Regions from separate parts of the Mus musculus genome. Here regions 1 and 3 are each linked to region 2. Evidence: chromatin contacts called from public Hi-C data. All regions are on one chromosome and are shown on one strand. Each heading gives the region's core, a stretch centred on a gene start, on an enhancer-like site or on the middle of the called end of the contact. The rest is flanking DNA. Distances are from core to core; before and after follow the strand shown. Region 1 has its middle 180 kb from the start of Eya1. Region 2 overlaps Eya1 (EYA transcriptional coactivator and phosphatase 1). Region 3 has its middle 180 kb from the start of Msc.

Region 1 (3,668 bases), core at 24-2,523, 260 kb after region 2:
GTCATCTGCTTCAGGTAGAGGTTCCACCCCAAAAGGCTACCACTCAGAAACTTGGAGAAATCACAGAGAGCCATGGACTTTATTTACAAACTCTGCACTGCTTGCTAAATCAGCATAGTTGTTTCCAGATTTCGACATGTCAATCCAAGCCATGAAATATATGACATGACTGAGCCTACTGATATTTACGAGCCTGGCTTAGACAAGCCCTTAATTCCCTTGCTGGACTTGATCTTTCATGGTTTATAAATAAGCCTGCCTCCATTCCAGCATTTATCCAGTGGGTCTGCAATTATTTCCCTACCTGTCTCTCTGACTCACTGCAGCTCCTTGAGGTCTAGGACTGTGCTTTATTGTCCTGGTCACATATGGCACCCATTAAATATGTTTTGGATGAATCAGCAAATAAATTGGTGAGCGGATGAGTAGTGTTAATGCATCACACTGTTTGAATGGATAAAAATATTGAGCTAGAATTCAGTGAACAATTAAAGGCTGATATTATTACCAAGAAACTTACAAAAAAAATTAATGGACATTCTGGCTCTAAACGTTTGTTTTAGTTACCCTAAGAAATGGGCTCTAGCAAAGCAGGTGACTTGATTCCTGTCTGTCAGTCCACCTATTTCTCTGCAGTTATGTATTCCTGAAATGGCAGAAACCTACTATAATGCTTAATCTTGAGTGGATTTCAGTCACCTAGGAAAAACTCCATCTCTGGATATCTGTGCAGGACTCATATGTGCATTTGTTCCAAGTGGTAAAATCCTTCATTTGGTCACACTTGGCTCAACTATGATAAGGACCTGTATGAAGTGCCCTTGAAGTTGTACAGGACAGACAGCTACCCTCGTGCTGGCTATTAAAATGCAAGGTGCTCTCAAAAGAAACCAAGGGACTTAGCAGTACCTTGGGCCCTACCTGTTCAACCTAAAGCCCAAGGTTAGTAGGGTTAGTAACCTGCTCTGAGCGTAAACAAAAAGTGCCTTCCTGAATTCCAAGGGTGCAGTGGGGAAACACAAAGAAGTTACTGATCAGGGTTCAGCTGGGCATGCATTTAAATACAACCTGACTCTTGTGTCTTCTACATGCCTGAGGCAACCTGATTGCTCGCTAAGGGCACACAGAGGCAAACAGCCCTTTCTAAGACAAATTCCCATCAGCCATCCCCACCAGACTCCTTGAGGCATATTAAGAGCTTTATAGCTCTAGAGGGAAGAGCCCCACTTGTAGTCACAGCCTTGGATTAGGTACTTGAAAAATAATCCCCCAGGCAAAGAAGGGCAGTAGGAAGGCTCTGCTGTGTGAGAAAGAGACAATATCTTTTCAACATCTGAAGGACCAGGCTCCTCAAGTCCTTGAAGAAGGCCAGCTGAAGGATGTAAGGAGCTTGCCCGTTGCTGGCCTTCACTGAAGAGAAGGAGCTGTGGGAAGCATGGCTCTGGACTGCTAGTGAAAAGCTCCATTTTTCCAGTGTGTGTGCCCACACAGAATTAATGGACTCTTTAAGAACTTTCTTCCTTTGTCACTCTTGGAGTGTTGTGGAAGGAGGTCCAGTGAGCACACAACAGCAAATAAACAGTAGGAAGTGTTAAACTTAAGCATGGTGAAATAGTAAACTCTATAAGAACCAAGGATAGACTCTGCCAAGAACTTAGCTGCATACCTCTTAAGAGCCCAGAAGCATCATGAAGCTGGGCCCCTGGTGATGACATAATTATTCCTATACAGCTTCGGGCATACTAGGAAACAATCTTGGATATATTATTGTGACCAGAAAGCTTATCAAAATATGAAACACAGACAAAAACATGTGAACCAAAACATCTAGTTAACATTCACAGCCTAAATTTCTCCCAAATTGATTGATTGATTGTGTGTGTGTGTGTGTGTGTGTGTGTGTGTGTGTGTGTGTGTGTGTAGAAGTGGATGCATGGGAGGGTACACATCACTTTAATGTCATTCACCTTGATTCTTGAGAGAGGGTTGCTCACTGGCACTGGCAGCTTACTATTCAGACTAAGCTGGCTGGCCAGCAAACTCTAGGAATTTTCCTGTCTCTTCTTTCCTAAGATGACAAGCATGTATCACAAAGCCTGAGGTTTTTATTTGGATGATGGGCTTGTAACTCATGCTTGTGTGGTACACGCATTACTGAGTTATTTCCTCCAACTCCTTCGTTTGGTGGTCTTTAAGAAATGCTTCAACAGCTCAGAGCCCATTGTTTCCAACTTCAGTAAGATCATTTTCTGAATACAAGAAAATCCTCCCCACATGCGCACATACTATCTTCTTGTCATGCATCCGCTAAGATAAAGAATAGCATGATATCTTATGTGAGGGTTGGCTTTTATATTGGGTCTAGCTCATCACAAGATCATGTCTGCAAAGTGTGCAAAATCGAGAAAGAAAGGGCGCCAAAGTTGGCAAGCCATTGAGACAGTATTTCTACATTAAAGAAAAAGGCTAAAGGTAAAAACAGGGAGCAATAGAATTAGGAAAAACTATTTCCTTTTTACTTCATATATCATGTGTATTTTATTTTCTCCCTGCTGGTATTGAAAAATGGATTGTTTTAGAGGGCACATTAGTCATCGGTAATGAACCCAAGCCCCATCAGACACTTCATACCTGTGGCTCCCCAGATGAAAGAGTATTTTCATTACAGCACACCATGGCTTTGCTCTTTGCCTTCTCACCAAGTGTTGAGTGTTCTAACATTCCTGAGAGGCAGAAGGAAACTGTTGATCGAACATTGCTTTATGGAAAAGAAAAGGGCTATTCTGAGATATGCCCCAGAAGACTACACCTACAGATTGAGTAAACATATCAAATCAAGGGGACCCTAAGAAAATTTACAAACAGAAGCCTGCAGTGAAAGGAACCGTTGGATAAATGACCTGCAGAGAACTGTGGAACTCAGTCATCAGGGGCTCCAGAAGCCACAAAGCACCGACTGTCACCTTCCTTTGGTTTTCTTTGCCTTCTTAAAAAATTTGGTTCCATCAAGGAAAACAGATTCGGCATGTGCACATGTGCCGTCCTCAGGAACCCCACACCCTGGCCTTTCAAAAAGGAAGGGGTGCTGCTTACTCCCTGAAGGCCCTGCTGCGACCAGGTTGATCTGTACCCAGGCAGAGGCTGTCTGCTGAGGCAGATTTGTTTCATGGAAGCAAATTCCTGCCCTCATTTTGTTTTACACTTTTTGTTCATTTTCTGACTTTGATGATTTAATGGGCTTTGTTGTTTTTTTTTATTTTTTTATTTTTATTTTTAGTCTGAAGCCTGCTTATTCTTTATGTAATTTCCAAATGAGTAAGACTAGGTTTCTTTTTTGATTGTCATATATTTATATGTGTTTACAAAAGATAACATCTATTTCAGTATATTTATATATTTTATGATGATAGAATCAGGGTGGTTAATGTGTGCATCACTTATAAACATCTCTTAGTTCTTGTGGTGAGGTCAGTTAAAGTCATTTATTGCAGCTGTTTGGAAGGATACACTATATTCCTGTCAGCTTCAGTCACCCTACAATGCTATAGAATTTCTACATCTGTGACTTAGTCTAATTTCATATGAAATCAAAGGCAATTAGACACAGATTAGGAAAGTGACAATACACTTACTTGGCAAATAAAGATGAATCCAAACTGTTTTTAAGA
Region 2 (4,195 bases), core at 173-2,672:
AGGCTGGCCTCAAACTCACAATGAGCCAAGAATAACTTTGAACTTTTGGTCCTTCTACCTCAATTTCCCATATGCTTGAAAGACATGTGTGTGTCACCACACCTAGCTACTATTAGTAAAGAATTGCCTAAAGCTGGGGAGACATCCTATGGTGTCCACATATGTAGCTTGTTTGAGATCTTGTGTTCCATCTCCAGGGCTTCAGAACAACAGCAAGAATATCTACTAACGACCCACATCAGCTATGAAAACTGTGGGTAGACAGGTAATATGAAAGAGGGAAAACTGGTCTACTTTTTCAATACAAGCAATAAGCCATAACAAGAGTGTTGGGGTCCTTCCTCGCTGATGTTCACAGGCTAGTTCTCCTGATGCAGCAATGAGCGACGTGACACCTTGTTCCTTATTTTAGTACAGGCAATGTCATACCTCAAGGTCAGAATCCGGGGGAGGGGAGGGATTATTGTTTCTTCTGCCTCGGCCACGTGACTTCCCATCTGAACCTCGACGCAGCCGCTCGGAGTCAGTCTCTTTAATGGGTGTGGAAGGACTGTGGATTGTACTGTACTCTGTAAGGACATAAGAACTTTCAAGTCCCGCTATCATGGTGCCAAGAACAGCTTAATTCACAGGGAAGTTACATTCCATTTAGCTTTAATCCAACGTTTTCTTTTACATGCATTAGGAAATAGCTCGACGGTGGTGGCACACGCATTTAATCCCAGCACTTGGGAGGTAGAGGCAGGCAGATTTCTGAGTTCGAGGCCAGCCTGGTCTACAAAGTGAGTTCCAGGACAGCCAGTGCTATTCAAAGAAACCCTGTCTCAAAAAACCAAAGGGGGAAAAAAAAGGAAATAGCTCAGGAGATGTGAGAATCTAAGACTTGTTTTGAAAGTACAGTGTGACCATAAGCCACTCAACTTTGACTAAGCTTGTAGGACAGCAGGTTGTCCTGGATTGCCTCTAGTTTCCTGGGGTCTCTGTGATGAGCTGACGCTTCCTTCCCAATGGATGATCTCCACTGCTCCCTCCCCAGTGCTCTGTACCACTTCACCCTGACTCCATAAATGGCTCTTCGCCATCCAGGGAGCCTGATATTTGATTCAGCTCTGGCTCCCGCAGTTACAAACAGGATTCTGGTTCATGGAGAGAGATGAAAAGCCAGCCAGCCCCAGGGCAGGGAAATCTGAGTCATAGGGAAAAATGTTTTTTTTTCCAACATTGAAAATCACCACTTTCTCCCTTATTGTATGTGAGAATAAGACAAAGAATTGAGGCAGGCAGCAGACTTTTCGACAGTGCCCACCTGGGTTCTTCTTGTGTTGTAGCCTTTTTAAAGCAAACATCTAACACTAGGCCTAACATTAAAATTACTCATCTGGCTTCCTCAGAGAAACCACTGGCATAAATGCATAGAAACCACAAAATGAAGAGCAACTCCAAAAAGGCTGGAAGCAATAGCTGAGCAGGTGCTGTAGACTCTGAGGAAGATTCTAATCCCGTGTGCAGAATGAACAAACCTGCCACTTTCACCTCCTATTCTGGTCAGGACTCCCATCAGATAATGTCTCCTTTGCCAGACGTCCAGATGGCCCTGTGGTGATTTTCCCCACGAGGCTCAGAGCCACATTTCTTCACTAGATAAAGATGAGGAGCTCTCTATTTGATATGAATACTTCTTCCTCACTGTGATCTTGTTGATCATTCATTACCAGACAGAAAATACAAGGGCAACAGAAAGCCTGGCAGCCTTCGATAGTACACCTTGGGTCCTAAGTCTACCTTATCCACCACAGGTCCTCTGAGGTCAAAACATGGCACCAACATTGTTTCCAAACTAAAAAATGCATCTCTGATCTTTGTGAGAGAGGATCCACAGCAGCAGACTTCCACAAGTCATTTCCATATCTCAGCCACTTGCTCTGCATGTCTTGTTAAATATTAACTCACCAGATCACCAGGACTCAGCAGAGACACTTGTGTGTCCTTTTCATCACAAACAGAATTATGAACTCCCTTATATAAATGGGCGATGGGACTTTCCTACCCAGAAGCCAACAATATGACCTATAAGCCACTCACTCATTTGTTTTCCTAAGACAGTCCAAACAATGCCTCTTGTCAGGTCTGCTTAGGATTTGTTTGTAAGCTAACTCATTTCATAGAAATGTTAGACTCAGGCATAAAGAAGAGTAATATTATGTCATTTTCAGAAAAATTGATGAAACTGGAGATTATCATATCATGAGAATCTAGATTTAAAAAAGACAAATTTCTGCATTTCTTTGTTATATAAAACATAGATTCAAAATATATGACATGGAAGCACATGGGGACTAGTCTCCAAAAAGAAGGACACACTGTAAAAAAAGTATATGGTAATAAAACCCAATACACATACATACACACACATACAGAGAGAGAGAGAGAGAGAATATAATTGTCACTCAAGTCAACACTAACATTCTTTTTCTGCAAAGGCAGCCACACCCTCTGTTTAAGTATTCTAAGCAAGGAGAACAATGGGCTCCAAATGAATGTTTTAAGTAGTCAGACAGATTCAAAGTTGTATTTTCGAGGAAAGTTTAGCCTTCCATTTTAAGAAACATTCCACAATGTGTGGAATCTGGGTGGTCCCCACCTAAAGAACATGGGGCAGTCTCCACCATGGCTTCAATATGAAGCATTCTTTTGAAGAGGTTAGCATTAGATGCAGCATCTTATAGGCTAAGTCCTTCACTGTAAGAGCAATGATAAACCTGGGGCTCCCCAGCTTTGGGAAGAGCCTATCTGAGAAGAGCTAAAGACATCTAGCTGCATCTTGTCACATGGTAACTTCTATATATGGATTTCCAGAATGCTTTTTTTTTGTCCTCAAAATCTGTATCTAACTTGGGTTTTATTACCATACACTTTTTACTGTTTACTACATTATATTTTTGATGTATATTTGTCTCTAAAATACAAAATACAATTGAAAACGTTTCATCACTTTTTTTTTAAAATAAACTATAGTTAAATATGGTTTACTGAGTTCTTTGAGCAAAACAGAAAAAAAATTTATGCAAAATTTTTCTCCTGGTAGAAGAAAATGATTTTAAAAGATTAATAGTATGACATCCTTAAATATTGAAATATGTATATATTCACAACTTAGAAATTTAGAAGAAGATGATATTAAAAGTGATGCAAGCTAGCTTTGTAAAAATCTCTTCCTTTGTGTTCTCTGAGGTGGAATTAAATGCTTGTAGCTCTAAGCCAGCTCTACTGATTCTAATGTCTTCTTCCTGCAACTTGTGCAAAACAGCTCAGCTAATTTAATCTGCTAAACCACCAACTGCTCAAACAGCTCAGCTAATTTAATCTTCTAAAAAACACCCACTGCTCAAGTTTCCCTAAACCCTCTGCAATTGTTCAGGTTCACCCACACTGAGCTCTGGGTGTGAAAATATTCTGAAGAGAGTTCCTTTCCTTTAAGAAATACTGGTTACAGGTTGTGTTCACAGGCCTAGCTGCAGCACCAAGGAGCTAGAATACATGATTGCACCAACTGGACCAAGCTCTGTCTTTAAGGGCTGAAAATTCATGGACACTCAAGCAAACACAAGAGGGTAAAATTAAAGAGAAAGGCTATGGCATGGGAAAGGTAGAATTCTGCAGACTGTGAAGAAACTCCACACAAACAACTCTAACAGGACAACTGTGCTAGTAAAGACAGAATAGAAATGTGCTCCGGGGGGGGGGGGGGGCTGGAGAGACAGCTCAGTGGTTAAGAGCACTGACTGCTCTTCCAGAGGTCCTGAGTTCAATTCCCAGCACCTACATGGTAGCTCACAACCATCTGTAATGGGATCCGATGCTCTCTTCTGGCAGCTATAGTATACTCATATATACATTAAATAAGTGAATAAATGAATAAACAAACAAACAAACCAATAAATAAATAGAAATGTGCGGTGGGTGGGGAACAAAACAACAACAATTTGATCTGGGTCTACGGAGGGCCTAGCAGGAACAAGGAACCTGAATGACAGTGAAGAATTCAGCCAGGGAGAGGAAACTTTACCTCTTGGGTGGCAAGAGGCTGAAGACCAAGGAAGAGATAATTCAGTACTTTACATGAGGGAGAGGTGTGGTCTGGACACAGGTTGTGACCTGAGTCCTGATTAGGAGGCAAAATCAGTCACCAAGGAGA
Region 3 (3,866 bases), core at 130-2,629, 340 kb after region 2:
TGCTGTGTGTGTTGTATATGTGTATGTGTGTATATGTGTGTGAGTGTGGATGTGTCCACACATGCCATGATATTTGTGTGCAGGTCAAAGGAGAACTGGTGGGAGTTGGGTCTCTTCTTCTAGCAGTGGATTCTGAAACAAACCATCAAGCTTGGTGGCCAGCCAGCACCTTTATCCAATGAGCTACCACATTACACTTGATTTTAATGAAGTTAAATTAACTCAAGCTTATTTGAAATGAGTAGATACTTTGTAATTCACTTGGAAAGAATGACGAATTTATGACAAATTCAAATTTGGTAATGAAGTCAAATTTTTGAGTAAAAGCATATTAAAGCAAAAAAACAATGGTATAGGAAGAGAAATAGAAACATATTTGCTGAGAAATTTAACAATAATTTTTGAACTGTACTAAAAATATCCCAAGGTATTCTTAAAAATTTGTAGTAAAAACATCAAAGTATAATTGATACCTACAGTTTTCTTTTGCTTAAAACGGCCCAGTTTTCCTAAAACAAGGGATATGTAGTTAGTCACTGAAAAGCAACAATGGAGGAGAAAAATCTCTTTCTGATGTGCTGCTGAAGTAACATCTGTTTTGTGTAGCATGGACAGGAGGGCAGTGTTTAATTCATCCATGCTTACAGCTGCGTAGAGTGTAAGAATGTATAAAATATAATGTGATTTACTGTGTTTTGTTGTGAAACCCAATAGTAAAATGGTTCAGATGCCCCTGAACATAATCTGGAACTGCATAGACTCGTACACTTCATTAACAGACTGCACATGTCCTGATAGCAGAGCTCTCCAATGGAGAATAGGCTGCTCTGCAGCTGTTAGCTCTATGCAGTAAAGGGGCCATTTGCAAATCTCTTTAATAGCTTTGCCATTTTCTACCACTTGAATGAAAATGATAATGTGTGGATCTCACAGTCATTAGGAACTTTCTCTTACTCCTTTAGGATTAATTTTCGCTGACCCAGAATTTTATATTTGTTTAACACAAACCTAGGGCTACTTTGATGTTATCTGCTTCTATAAACAGTAATATACAGTCCTCTCTTGGGCTAAAGCAGCTTTTATTCCAGTGAGAATTGATGGTATTAATCATTCTGAAGTCCAAGAGTGCTGACCATAAATTGTGTGCTGGGCCTGGCCTAGTACCTCCCAGGCCTGCATTCATCAGCACGTGCCCATTTCCACCTAGACAGGAGGACATAAAGAGTCATTTATCTCAGAACTCAGGTTTCGTGACCCGCTTCCTGACTACTTGTCAGAAGAGACATTCAGTAACAAATAAATATTTGTTCTACCTTTTGACATAAAGACCTAAATTAGCTGCCATCTCTAAAGTCTGATCCCCTCAAGTGGTCAGACTGGGAAATGCACATCGTGCTCTTCCAAGAGAAAAACCAAATGGCAGCCAATACAGGGATTCACATCCAAGTCCTGTCGAAAATAAGAGACGCAACTTTGAATCATCACCAGGATCTCAGCCCACGTTTACTTTTTACCATATATTATAGATAAAAATGTCAGCCAATAGTTTAGGAACTGCCAGACTTGGAAAGTGTTTAGAAGACATCATTTATTAAAATAATAAACATCTGCACAGAGCTACAGAACTATTCATTTCAAATAAAAACTGACCAAACTCCAGATCAATATATATCAAGATAAAAAGTGGACATCAACTCTCTTATGCAGACATCCATCGTGGCATGGTCTCCCTCCCATCCATATTTAGATTCCACAAGGGGGTTGAGCTTGCTAATTTCATTTTCAGGGCAGGGAGGTGATACACTCTGGTAAAGAAGAGGAGAAGGCAGAGCCCCAGGACAATAACCAGAAGGGCGGCCTGGAAGCTGGATGGCAATCTTAAATTTCAGATTCTTTTGCCTCTGTATGATCTTATTTTGTAGCTTCTGGTCGTCCCCCCCCCCCCTTCTCAAATCATTACTGAAAGAAGGCAGGCCCACACATACAGAACTCAAACTCTTGATGATGGTAACATATTTGCAATATTTCTGGTTTTAACCTAAACACAATTTGGATTTTGTAAATTTCAAATCTCTCCCTGTTTTGTCGTGAGTGTGTGGTTGTGTGGTTTTAAAATTGTGCTGGACTCCAAACTGATCACTCTGTGAGTTTACTGTACATTAAAAATACCCCAAACCCTATCATTGAACGCAATAGAAACTTGAATAAGCCCCTTCCAAATCCAATCACAGTAGTAAACCTGTAAGGGTTTTTGTTGAGTGAAAACTGAGGAGATTAAAAATCTTGCAAACATGCTCTTTTTAAAATTGCAGCTATAAATTTCACATTAGTTTTTGTTTTTTTAATCAGGTGACTGAAACCAGAGTGGAAATGTTTGGTACCCAAAGCTACTCTACGGACTTGCTTTTCACATTTTTCCCCCCTTCTGGAAAATAAAATGCAGTTTGTGTCAAGTTCTCTTCTCTGAGCTCAACTTCCCTGGTATAACAGTAATTCCTAGCTAGATGACTGGAGACTGAGGCTCCTGTGTTTGAAGAATGCCTGAATTTGACCTTTATAAACGGCATTGTTCACTATGTGCTCTGGACCAGCAGAGATTGAAGAATGATACCAATGTCCTTGTCCTCATTGAGGACTTGAGAACGTTGCTCCCTGTAGGTTACAGTCTCGATGGTGTAGAAAAATATCCATGACATAAGTGTCTGGTGATTTCTGTTCAGAATATAGGAAACTTCTCATAACTCATTGGTGAAGGCAATCAATCCAATTAAAAATTAGACAAAATATTTGAATAGCTATGTATGCATTAAGATATATGATATCCAATAGACATAGAACAACATGCTAAACCTAAGCCTTAATGAGTTTCCAGTTCCCATGGCAATGATATACAAACAGTAACATGTGCTAAAAACGATGCAAGAAAACTGTAACTTTCATACAATACTTGTGGGAATATAAGATTGTAGAGGGATTGGGGGATTGTCAGCTATCTGACACAGTGACTGCATTTCTCAGGGTCTATACAACTCCCCACAAACGTCTTTGCATGAATATATGATTTTGAGAACATGCCTAACCAGAATGTATATAGTTGTGCTTCAGCTGATGAACATGTAAACAGACTGTGATAAGGGCAGACAGCACAACCCTGTTCTGTAACGAAAATATCAGGTAAGTATGTGAGTTGTCACATAGAAGAACCTCAAAAGAAAGGTACAGAGAACATTGTATTTTCTGGGCTCAAAGAAAAAAGCCAGTTATGAAAGATCCCACATCACATAAGTGTATTTGTACGAAATTTCTAGAAAATTTAAATTAAGAGAGAAAGAAGAAAAGAAAAGAAAAGAAAAGAGGAAAGAAAAGAAAAGAGAAGGGAAGGGAAGGGAAGGGAAGGGAAGGGAAGGGAAGAAGGGAAGGGAAGGGAAGGGAAGGGAAGGGAAGGGAAGGGAAGGGAAGGGAAGGGAAGGGAAGGGAAGGGAAGGGAAGGGAAGAAGGAAGAAGGAAGCACAGATTTGCTTTAGGCTGAGGGTGAGAATGGAGAATGGATAATAGAAATAGGTGATCTTTTAGGATGTTGAAATCATTCTGAAATTACACTGTGGCAATGGCCTTATGACCCTATAAATACACCAAGGCATTTTAGATTGTACTTAAATCAGGTGAAAAGTAACTCGTTAGCATGAAAATTATATCGCAATAAAGCAGAGTCAATGAGATCACAGGGTAGCTCTGCAAGCTGGCCAGTAAAGAGCTATGTCATTAACTTTAAGAAAAACATAGAAGTGTTTTAGCAAGGAGTGGGCAGTAGATATGAAGAAATAGGATTTCCATGGTGAAGAATGTTGCTGTGGCTAACTTATGCC

What was found. Hi-C and Micro-C count contacts between places; a contact is called where the count stands out from the background.
Region 1: a contact with region 2 is called in a Hi-C map of the G1E-ER4 cell line, with 2.1 times the contacts expected there. The contact joins two enhancer-like sites. A contact is called at or near these places in 4 of 484 Hi-C or Micro-C datasets (the G1E-ER4 cell line, nephron progenitors, neural progenitor cells and 1 more) and 1 of 115 datasets of contacts at active chromatin or transcription factors (forebrain).
Region 3: a Hi-C map of the N1E-115 cell line shows a contact between it and region 2, with 4 times the contacts expected there. The contact joins two enhancer-like sites. A contact is called at or near these places in 1 of 484 Hi-C or Micro-C datasets (the N1E-115 cell line) and 1 of 9 other capture datasets (embryonic stem cells).

What each region holds. Positions count from the first base shown.
Region 1 is chr1:14,490,043-14,493,710 of GRCm38.p6, forward strand. No RefSeq gene overlaps it. Among named protein-coding and RNA genes, the nearest start is that of Eya1, 180 kb to the left of the region's middle. Within about 2 kb of position 1,274, at least 4 of the 459 cell types and tissues checked have an H3K27ac peak or open chromatin away from gene starts, as enhancers often do. A contact at or near this core is called in the G1E-ER4 cell line, where this site is marked.
Region 2 is chr1:14,230,984-14,235,178 of GRCm38.p6, forward strand. Eya1 (EYA transcriptional coactivator and phosphatase 1) reads right to left here. Exons shown (of 18, transcript NM_001310459.1): 10 at 430-569. Among named protein-coding and RNA genes, the nearest start is that of Eya1, 77 kb to the right of the region's middle. Within about 2 kb of position 1,423, at least 10 of the 459 cell types and tissues checked have an H3K27ac peak or open chromatin away from gene starts, as enhancers often do. A contact at or near this core is called in the G1E-ER4 cell line and the N1E-115 cell line, where this site is marked.
Region 3 is chr1:14,569,527-14,573,392 of GRCm38.p6, forward strand. No RefSeq gene overlaps it. Among named protein-coding and RNA genes, the nearest start is that of Msc, 180 kb to the right of the region's middle. Within about 2 kb of position 1,380, at least 16 of the 459 cell types and tissues checked have an H3K27ac peak or open chromatin away from gene starts, as enhancers often do. A contact at or near this core is called in the N1E-115 cell line, where this site is marked.